2 separate regions of the Danio rerio genome follow, and region 2 is linked to region 1. A link is a contact called in public HiCAR-type data. All regions are on one chromosome and are shown on one strand. Each heading gives the region's core, a stretch centred on a gene start, on an enhancer-like site or on the middle of the called end of the contact. The rest is flanking DNA. Distances are from core to core; before and after follow the strand shown. Region 1 overlaps gse1b (Gse1 coiled-coil protein b). Region 2 overlaps gse1b (Gse1 coiled-coil protein b).

Region 1 (4,353 bases), core at 926-3,425:
GAGTCACCAAACTGATATTTCTGTATTATATTATTCTACTTTTTATGTATAGTCATGAACATATTTGTTTTTAAAGCAAGTACCGTTCTCTGCCATTTATTATTCCCTGTCATTTTTCTTTAGATTCAAATAGCTAAAATGAGTGCACTTTCACATCGCAGCATGAGGTCAATAAAATCTGGATTAAACGTGTGCACCCAGATCTGATGCAGAAGACAGCAAAGAAGGAACAGAAGGAGAAGCAGTTGGAGCAACATATTGTTTTGGTGCACAAAAGTGTTCTTGGAGCTTCCAATGATTACATTTCAACCACTGAAGTCACATAGAATGTTTTGACAATAATTTTAAATGCTTTTATGGATTTTGATCATCTTGAGACTGTTGCTGTCTACGGAGGATCAGAAATCTCAACAGTTTAATCTAAAAATATCTTTATTTAAGTTCTAAGAGATAAAGAAATATTTCAAGGGATAATATAAAACTATAAGTACTGTATATCGGAGTCCAGTCTGCCACTTTATTTCCTCAGGCTCTTTAAAGCAAGAATGACTGTGATTGGCTGTCAATAGCTGCTTTTACACTGTGTCGTACAGTACAGCTTTGCTTACAGTTTGGCTTTGCTTAGCTCGATTTGCAGTTCCACTGGACTTCAGAGTTTGGACAGCTTAAAGTCGGTGGCATTTCCACTGTAGTTGCACTGCTTCTACTACCATGACATCATTTTCATTTCGGGTCATCTCATCCATTCCTTGGCTGCCAACGAGATGAACATCTGGACCTCTTCTACCGACAACAATGCTGACATTTAGGTGTTTTTCTTCTGGTGGTTTTGTCAATCAAACCAACAATACAATTGTGGATGCTGCTGACTATTGAAATACTGCAGGTTTGGTGTCTCATGTTGCAAATCCAATGAGCTTCGCATTGGCACGGATAGTGATGATTCTTTTGGACTAATCGGCGATCAGCAGTATGTATAAGTCATAGTTGGTAATGGAGTGGCTTTGGAACCTCACTCAAGTTGGTATTACAAAAGTATCAGGTACTATAAATACAACACAGTGGAAAAGGCCAAAAAGTAAATCATACCGAACCAAAGTGTGGTGTAAAAGCGATTAAAGTTTTATCGTCAATAAGCTAGATTTTTAAAATAAATAAAAATTTTAATTTATTTTATATTTAGACTCATTTTAGAACATTCTGGGCACTGCCAAGCATTTCTAGCTCTTACTTATCTATTGTTGGTGTTAAATGTTTTGAAGATGGTTTCACTCATAATCATACAAAGCAAAGTGGATAATGAACAGCTGAACGTTGTTCATCCTGGTTACCACAAATTTTCTTTCCAAACAAATAATTAAGCAGACACAAAATATCATCACATTCTTAAAGTGATTTGTGCTGCTATCTAACTGATTTTGATTTTATGCTACAGATAAGATCTTTAACAGTGACTCAATTCAAAACTGAACCAGATGTACAGCATTCAATAACTGAGATACCACTGTACAGCAATTCTGTGTGTGTTATCAAACTATAGCTCAATGATTGTAAAATGTGGAATTCAGCTACTTTAGACATCTAAAGATTAGAAAATAATAAGCAATAAATAGGGGCCCAGTTCACACACACACACACACACACACACACACACACACACACACACACACACACACACACACACACACACACACACACACACACACACACACACACACACACACACACACACACACACACACACACATATATATATATATATATATATATATATATATATATATATATATATATATATATATATATATATATATATATATATTCAAAGACCATAAACAATAGCAAATGGAAATTCCCCATGACTGAAAAACAGTGTGTTACTATTGTTGAATGGATCTGTGAACTCCCGAGGATTCCTCACATTCCTTCACTTCCAGTGTGTCACTACAAAGAGCTGAACTGACGCCCTTAAAACTCCACTGTGTGTGTGTGTGTGTGTGTCTGCAGGTCAAAATCCCTGTTTTTCATTTATAAGTATTGAACAAGTACACATCATATTTAAAGATTCCCTTGGCCTCATGTGAAGCTGTCTCTCTGTGTGTGTGTGTGTGTGTGTGTGTGTGTGTGTGTGGCAGCTGTTCTGAGTAAAGCCACACATGGCTCTGATTAGCATGCTGTGACTCAAGCTCTCCTCACCACACACGCTCTCACTACCCACAACCCCCTGCCCTCGGCTTGAGCAGCGTCACTGTGGCGGCAGCACTGATTTTAAGACCTTGTCAGGATTTGAGCCCCTCTCCAATGTGCTGTTCACTCACACACTTCCCTCCTGTTCTCTGTACCGTCATGAAAAAGGTAGTGTTTGATGGTAGCTGGTGCATTCTGTGTGCATCCTTCATACACGTTTGATTTCAAGTAGAAGTAGTTTTCTGATATATGTGCAGCATCAGTGTAGTTTGTGTATCTTTATGCTACTAATTCTGTCTCTTTAATAGGGGTGTAGTTTATAGGTTTGCGTTGGTGTTCAGCCAAAAAACTGTAGGTGGTGTGTCGACTACAGGAACAAGATATTTGTTTTTAAACTTTATATACAGATGGTATTTTACTGTTTCGGCACACTTGTGATAAGTTTATGGAAGTTTATTTAAATCCGTGTGTCATTCCATAAATGCTGTTATTATTAAGTGGGCAGGTACTGTACACTGTAAAAATATCTGGAAATTATTTTCCATGTTTTTCTTTCAACCTGCAGTCACTACTTTTATTTTTTCTTGTCTACGGGGATTAGAAAAATCAGTCCTGTCATTCCTGCCCAATCGAATCGCACATAGAATGTAAATCGCATCATAATTAACTACCTCAGGACATGTGTGCTTTATAATTGCAACAAACTGTTTGGAAGCATTAAAAGTTTCCAGGAGATGTCCAAATTCTTTACACGCATTGACCCAGAGACTGTGTAGAACAGGGGTGTCTAAACTTGGTACTTGAGGGCCGGTGTCCTGCAGATTTTAGTTCTAACTTGCCTTAACACACCTGCAAAGATGTTTCTAGAAAACCTAGTAAGGACTTGGTTAGCTAGTCCCGTTGTGTCTGATTAGGGTGGGAACTAAACTTTGCAGGACACCAGCCCTCCAGGACCGTGTGTGGACACCCCTGGTGTAGATGCATGTCACTGATGAGAAGATGACAGAAGTTTACTGTATGATGACCGAAATGGCCTTAAACACCCAGCAGGCACAGGAGCTCAACATGATGTCAGATTGACATTGTTCCCTACCGCTGTGGGAACATTGCATTTTGTTTGGAAATGAAAATAATGTTGACGTCAGAACTTAACATGAGGCTGACGTCAAGGTCCAACGCCCAACCTAAAATCAACCAAATATCAACGTTTGATGTTACAGATTGACATTGTGTGGAAGTTACCACTATAACGTCAATCAGATGTTGGGTTTTGGTTGCCACACTTGACAAATAAATGTCAGTATTTGACATCAATATGATGTTGGTTTAAGATGTTGGCTTGACGTTGGATTTTGGTCACTTTCTAACAACCTAAAATCAACCAAATATCAGCTTCATTTGACGTTGTCATTGGACATCAAAAAACGTTATTCTTAAGACACTGACTAGACATTGAATTTTGGTCAGTTGACATCACAACTTTAATCTAACCTAATATTTATGTCTTATGATGTTGTGTGCCTGCTGGGCAATAACTAACTGCACTACAGAATGTTACGTTTAGACACGCACAGATTACATGTAAATGCATCAGCCTATTACAGCATAATACTTATTAACAACTTTTGAGCACTATTGAAAGGACTACATTTTACTCATACTTTGAGTAAAATTTACAACAGATGCTTTTACTCTACTTGCACTACAGTTTTAGGTAAGTAATGGTACTTTTATTTGTGTATGATTTTTCGGTACTCTTTTTACCACTGGTTGGTGCATACCATGGCACAAAAACCATCTAATAAACTACCAGTAAATTCTCTGTTTATTTACAGTTATTTTTTATATATATTATTTATTTTTGTTTGTTTTGTCTACACAACAATCCATCATTCTACATTACCTTGCCTAATTACCCTAACCTGCCTAGTTACCCTAATTGACTCTATGCACGATCTCTTCCGCATTTGCGGTTAGACCGCAGGACAACTTCCAGTGTATCACAGCGTTCACTAAGAGGATAGCGCAGGTGATGATGATAGATAACATTCGCTGTTTCTAAAAGTTTCCTCGGCTTATCATGAATGACTTTAATCGAATCGTGAGACAGAGAGCCGTCACACCAAGCAGCAAAGAAGAGAAGAGGTTCAAATTCTACATTTCGAG
Region 2 (4,278 bases), core at 17-2,516, 220 kb after region 1:
TGGTGCAAACAGCCAAATTGCTTATCACTGCCAATCATATCACGTAGCGTGTTGTTATGACACGGTGTTACAATGTAACCTGCTCACCTTATGTTTACATTCATAATATTTATATTATTTGTTAATTTATAACCTCATGTGCAACTCTGAATCTGCGTCTCGTTTCGGAGTTTGCTACCATCCTCCAGAGCTCACATTTTGGTCACAGACACATGCTTTAAGAGAAATATGCATTTTTCCAACAAGGCAACCCGGGATGCTGAAATATAATTGGCTAAACTGGCATTGAGCGGGTTAAAAGAACCTGCACAGAATGCCCATTTTCAAAGCAGAATAACTGACTTCAGCATTGTTTTTCAGATAAACAAGAATGTTCACTCGGCGTGTCTCTTAAGTATATGCAAACATTTTATGGTATTTTTATGCTTTAGAAGAGTCAAACACTTACATATAGCACCTTTAAGATCAAATGCTTCGCCTATTATGATACTGTACTACTGGTATTTGTCCCATCATCCTTATCCTCTCTGTGATTGGCTGGCTCATTAAAGAGTGACAGTGAAGAGTGCTGTGTTTTATCAAAAGTGCAATACCCTTCAATTATTGGTAAAACATTGCCATGCTACTGGCATTAAGAAAAATGGCAATCTTATTAAAAACAACTTTAAAACCAAAGAAACAAGAGTTCAGAGGTGTCATTTGATAATTAATAAGATCTAATGCAATTTACAGTTCCCAGAATTAACACAACATGACAAAATATGTAAATGGACTATTTGGAGACCATACTCATGTTACAAGATGCCCAAGGCCTGAACAAAACCCTTCACTTGCATTTTTTCTAAATAAGGGTGAATGATGTGAAATTACGAGGTGATTTAATGTGGTGAAATATGTGTGGGTGAGTATGAGCAAGCTGCCGTGTGCTTGTCATAAAGATGAGTCTGCAAGCACTTCCAGATAGTGTTCCGTGAAAGGGGAGTGTTGTGTTTGTTTTTGTGCGGACTGTAGTTTCCTTTTTGCTGTGTGCATTCTCATTTATTCAGACTGTAGTGATAAAACCAGTCATTCTGGGTCAAGCATGTGTTTGTATGTCTGTGTGTGTATATATCCTCACACACTCTCCCCGAGGGCCATGTTAGATTGAGTCACGCACACACACGCGGGGTAATTCCAGATGAATGACAGCAGATAGCTCTGTCCTGCAGATCTGGACCGCTTTAATGAGCTGATAGGCAAATCTGTTGCTGGTTAAAGATTAAACGCTCTCCAGGGCAGCACACCTCTTATCTCAGCAGTAGGCCGCAGCACAGTGGAGCCACTGGGATTATTGTGTGTGTTTACGCATGGTCAGGTCAGAAGTGGGCTGTTCATTGGAGTCCCTGTGTGTTTTGTTATATTGTGGCTTGCGATTGTGCCAAAAGGGCAGCAGCTCTACTGTTACAGCAGATCAGCAGATTAATCTAGATTAGTAAACACTGACTTTCGTCTATTCTCACTCGTAGTTTGAAATCACAACAGACACGGCACAAGGAAAGCATACAAAGGTGGAGATGCTGATTTCTTTGTTTTTATCGCATTTGCTACTGTAGAGCTTCTGAATATATGTGATGAATGCAGTAGTTCCAATCTTATTGCAGATGGTAGCTCCCTCTGCTGGGCAACAGCACATCATGGTCATATATCAGCAGGAATCTGGGTTCACTGGCAAACGAACCACAGTAACATGCTTAGGAATCCCAGCTTTTACCTCATGGATAGAGATTAGTATTACCTTTTGAAGGCCAGGAGGCAAATTTAAAGTTCAGACAGTTGCCAGTTTACTGATAATAGAGGTCTCCACACTTCCAAAGACCAATTTATAACTCAAACTAACTGGTAGGGAGCATATTTTATTGTATAGACAGGCCTGTAGCCAGGGGGGTTCGGGTGGTGGGAAAGACTTTCCCCTCTCTGACAAAAGTCTAGAATTTGTCCCATACATGAACTCATTTGTCCTATTTTAACTGCAGTGCCATCATAAATCGTGACATTTACCCATCGAAAAAGGCTTCAAGACTAAGTGGAATCCTCTGTTGGCTGTTGCTTCGGTGTACCTTCAACTAATCAGATTTGGCCAATGCTAACAAATATTTTCATACAATCTGACGTAAGAGAAAACATCATTCCCTACCGTATTGTGTTTTACCAGAAAACATTATACATCTAACTTTTTTTTCCAAATCTTAGACCTTACTCTTAAAAACAAAAAATGAGCAATGAAAAGGTGTGAAGCACCAAAAGCAGACCATATTGAAAGTGTAAAGAATACTGCTTTGGCTATTTTGTTATCCATGAATTTTGAAATGAAAGGCTAGAAAAATGTGAAGCTCTACATTATTATTATTATTATTATTATTATTATTATTATTATTATTATTATTATTATCATTATCATTATCATTATTATGATGTTTTAATTTATTTTTTATTAAAATGGCCAAATTGTAACTGAGGAAAGTTGAATGTGCTGGCCAGTTTGTTATTTGCCCAATTTATATTTTTTTTATTAAAAAAATTTAAAACAAATTTCTATTTTTCTAATGACATATGATGTAATAAAATGTATTTTAAAAATGCATTAAAAGTATTATTTCACATTTCTCTATTCAAAGTCTTTAGGAAATATTTTTGGTATTACAAAAGTGTGGTTATGATGACCATTCAGCAAGCTAGTTTAGCTAAAAATAGTGCTTAAAATGTGACAAATATGCAGTATTTAAATCACAAAATTAAATAGAAAATGAGGTGAATAACTGCAAAAAGTAAATTTTTTTGAGAAAAAAATAATTGCCACTTTTACCAGGCTGGCTACGTGCTTGACAGATAATATTAGCAGATTTCAAAGATGATGTAATGCAAATGTTATTGTTTAAAAACTATTTCTGTGACACAATAAATTCTAAACAGTTTTAAATGACACAGGTGGATCAGAGATATTGAAAAGGCACATATCACATATGTGGAGACTTCTTTGGCTAAATAAATAAATGTTAAAATAATGCAAATCTAAAGAGTGGCCACTGGTGAAGTAAACCCTAGAGAGTTTCAAATAACATTATACATCTGATTTAGTGGATACAAGTTGGCTGTTCATTCAGTTGATTCATTTGATTGCATGATGATAGAATTATTTATAAAACAAGTCATTGATTTTCTAATATTCCAAACTAATACAAGAATCCTGGTAAATTACTGTAATATTACCCTTTTCACAAATGTGCTGTAGCTATGTTCCGTCTTCTTAATGGTTAAGATATCATTCACACATCAGTACCAAAATACTAATAAATTCTGATGCAGTCATCGAAAATTACCTTTAATTACCATTTCATTATTTCATCTGAAAAACATCTCATATAAAAAAAATGTAGTTGTATGATTTTGCTAAAAAACTAATTGTCAAAATAGGTCTAATCTCTTTAGGAATTGTTAAATTACTGTTGTAGAGCTGAATGATGAAAAATCATTTATAATGTAATAAGTCATTTAACTGTCACCACTTAAAATCATATCAAGATTTAAGAAAAATACTTTATTTTAGTTTTTTATTTTACATGTACAGAATCAAAACATTTATTAAACAGTTATTTGGTAAGAAAATAAAATGAAGTTTTGTAATTTGTGGAATAATTAATTTAGTATCAAGTCAATATTAATGTAGGAAGTAACACTATTAGCATTCGTACAATATGTGTGCTGTGTTTATGTGATGTATCTGTGTGTAGATGAATGAGCTCTGTTGATGAGTTGAAGACAGTCCCTCCTTCACCTTCTTTTTTCTTCATCTCTCGGTGTGAAAACTGTGAGCATTACCAGGAGGAAAGACAACTGAATCATTGTGGCCTGCGGTGATGACTTCAAGTTCTCTGTTTAACTCTTCATATTCTGCACACACCTACCACAAATGGCTTGCTTTCATGAAACTGCTCAATTTAGGGTGAACTCACACTAGGTGTTCTGAACCATGCCCCAGCACGTTTGACCCCCAAAGCCTGGCTCATTTGACTAGTGGGATCACTCTGTGCTGCGCCCAGGGTGTGGTTGCGTGCAGCGCGGTTGCTTGTACATTTCAGTGAGACAAAAGCACTGGATCTTTTCAGGAATATATTGTGACAGTGCCCTGTGTCATCACAATGATCTAAGCATGCTCCGACCTGGAATGTAAATGTGCAGTGTGAGTGCAGGCTAGGAGAGAAGTAAGGAGGGGGGCGACAGTCGTACTCAGCCCTAGTGTGA

What was found. HiCAR-type assays count read pairs that join an accessible place to other places.
Region 2: a contact with region 1 is called in a HiCAR-type map of caudal fin, with 4 times the contacts expected there. The contact joins two enhancer-like sites. A contact is called at or near these places in 2 of 18 Hi-C or Micro-C datasets (both in embryo) and 1 of 4 datasets of contacts at active chromatin or transcription factors (caudal fin).

The regions. Positions count from the first base shown.
Region 1 is chr18:31,762,031-31,766,383 of GRCz12tu, forward strand. The region is part of intron 1 of gse1b (Gse1 coiled-coil protein b); the gene reads left to right. Among named protein-coding and RNA genes, the nearest start is that of gse1b, 52 kb to the left of the region's middle. Within about 2 kb of position 2,176, at least 36 of the 62 cell types and tissues checked have an H3K27ac peak or open chromatin away from gene starts, as enhancers often do. A contact at or near this core is called in caudal fin, where this site is marked.
Region 2 is chr18:31,987,200-31,991,477 of GRCz12tu, forward strand. All of the region lies in intron 2 of gse1b (Gse1 coiled-coil protein b), which reads left to right. Among named protein-coding and RNA genes, the nearest start is that of gins2, 65 kb to the right of the region's middle. Within about 2 kb of position 1,267, at least 38 of the 62 cell types and tissues checked have an H3K27ac peak or open chromatin away from gene starts, as enhancers often do. A contact at or near this core is called in caudal fin, where this site is marked.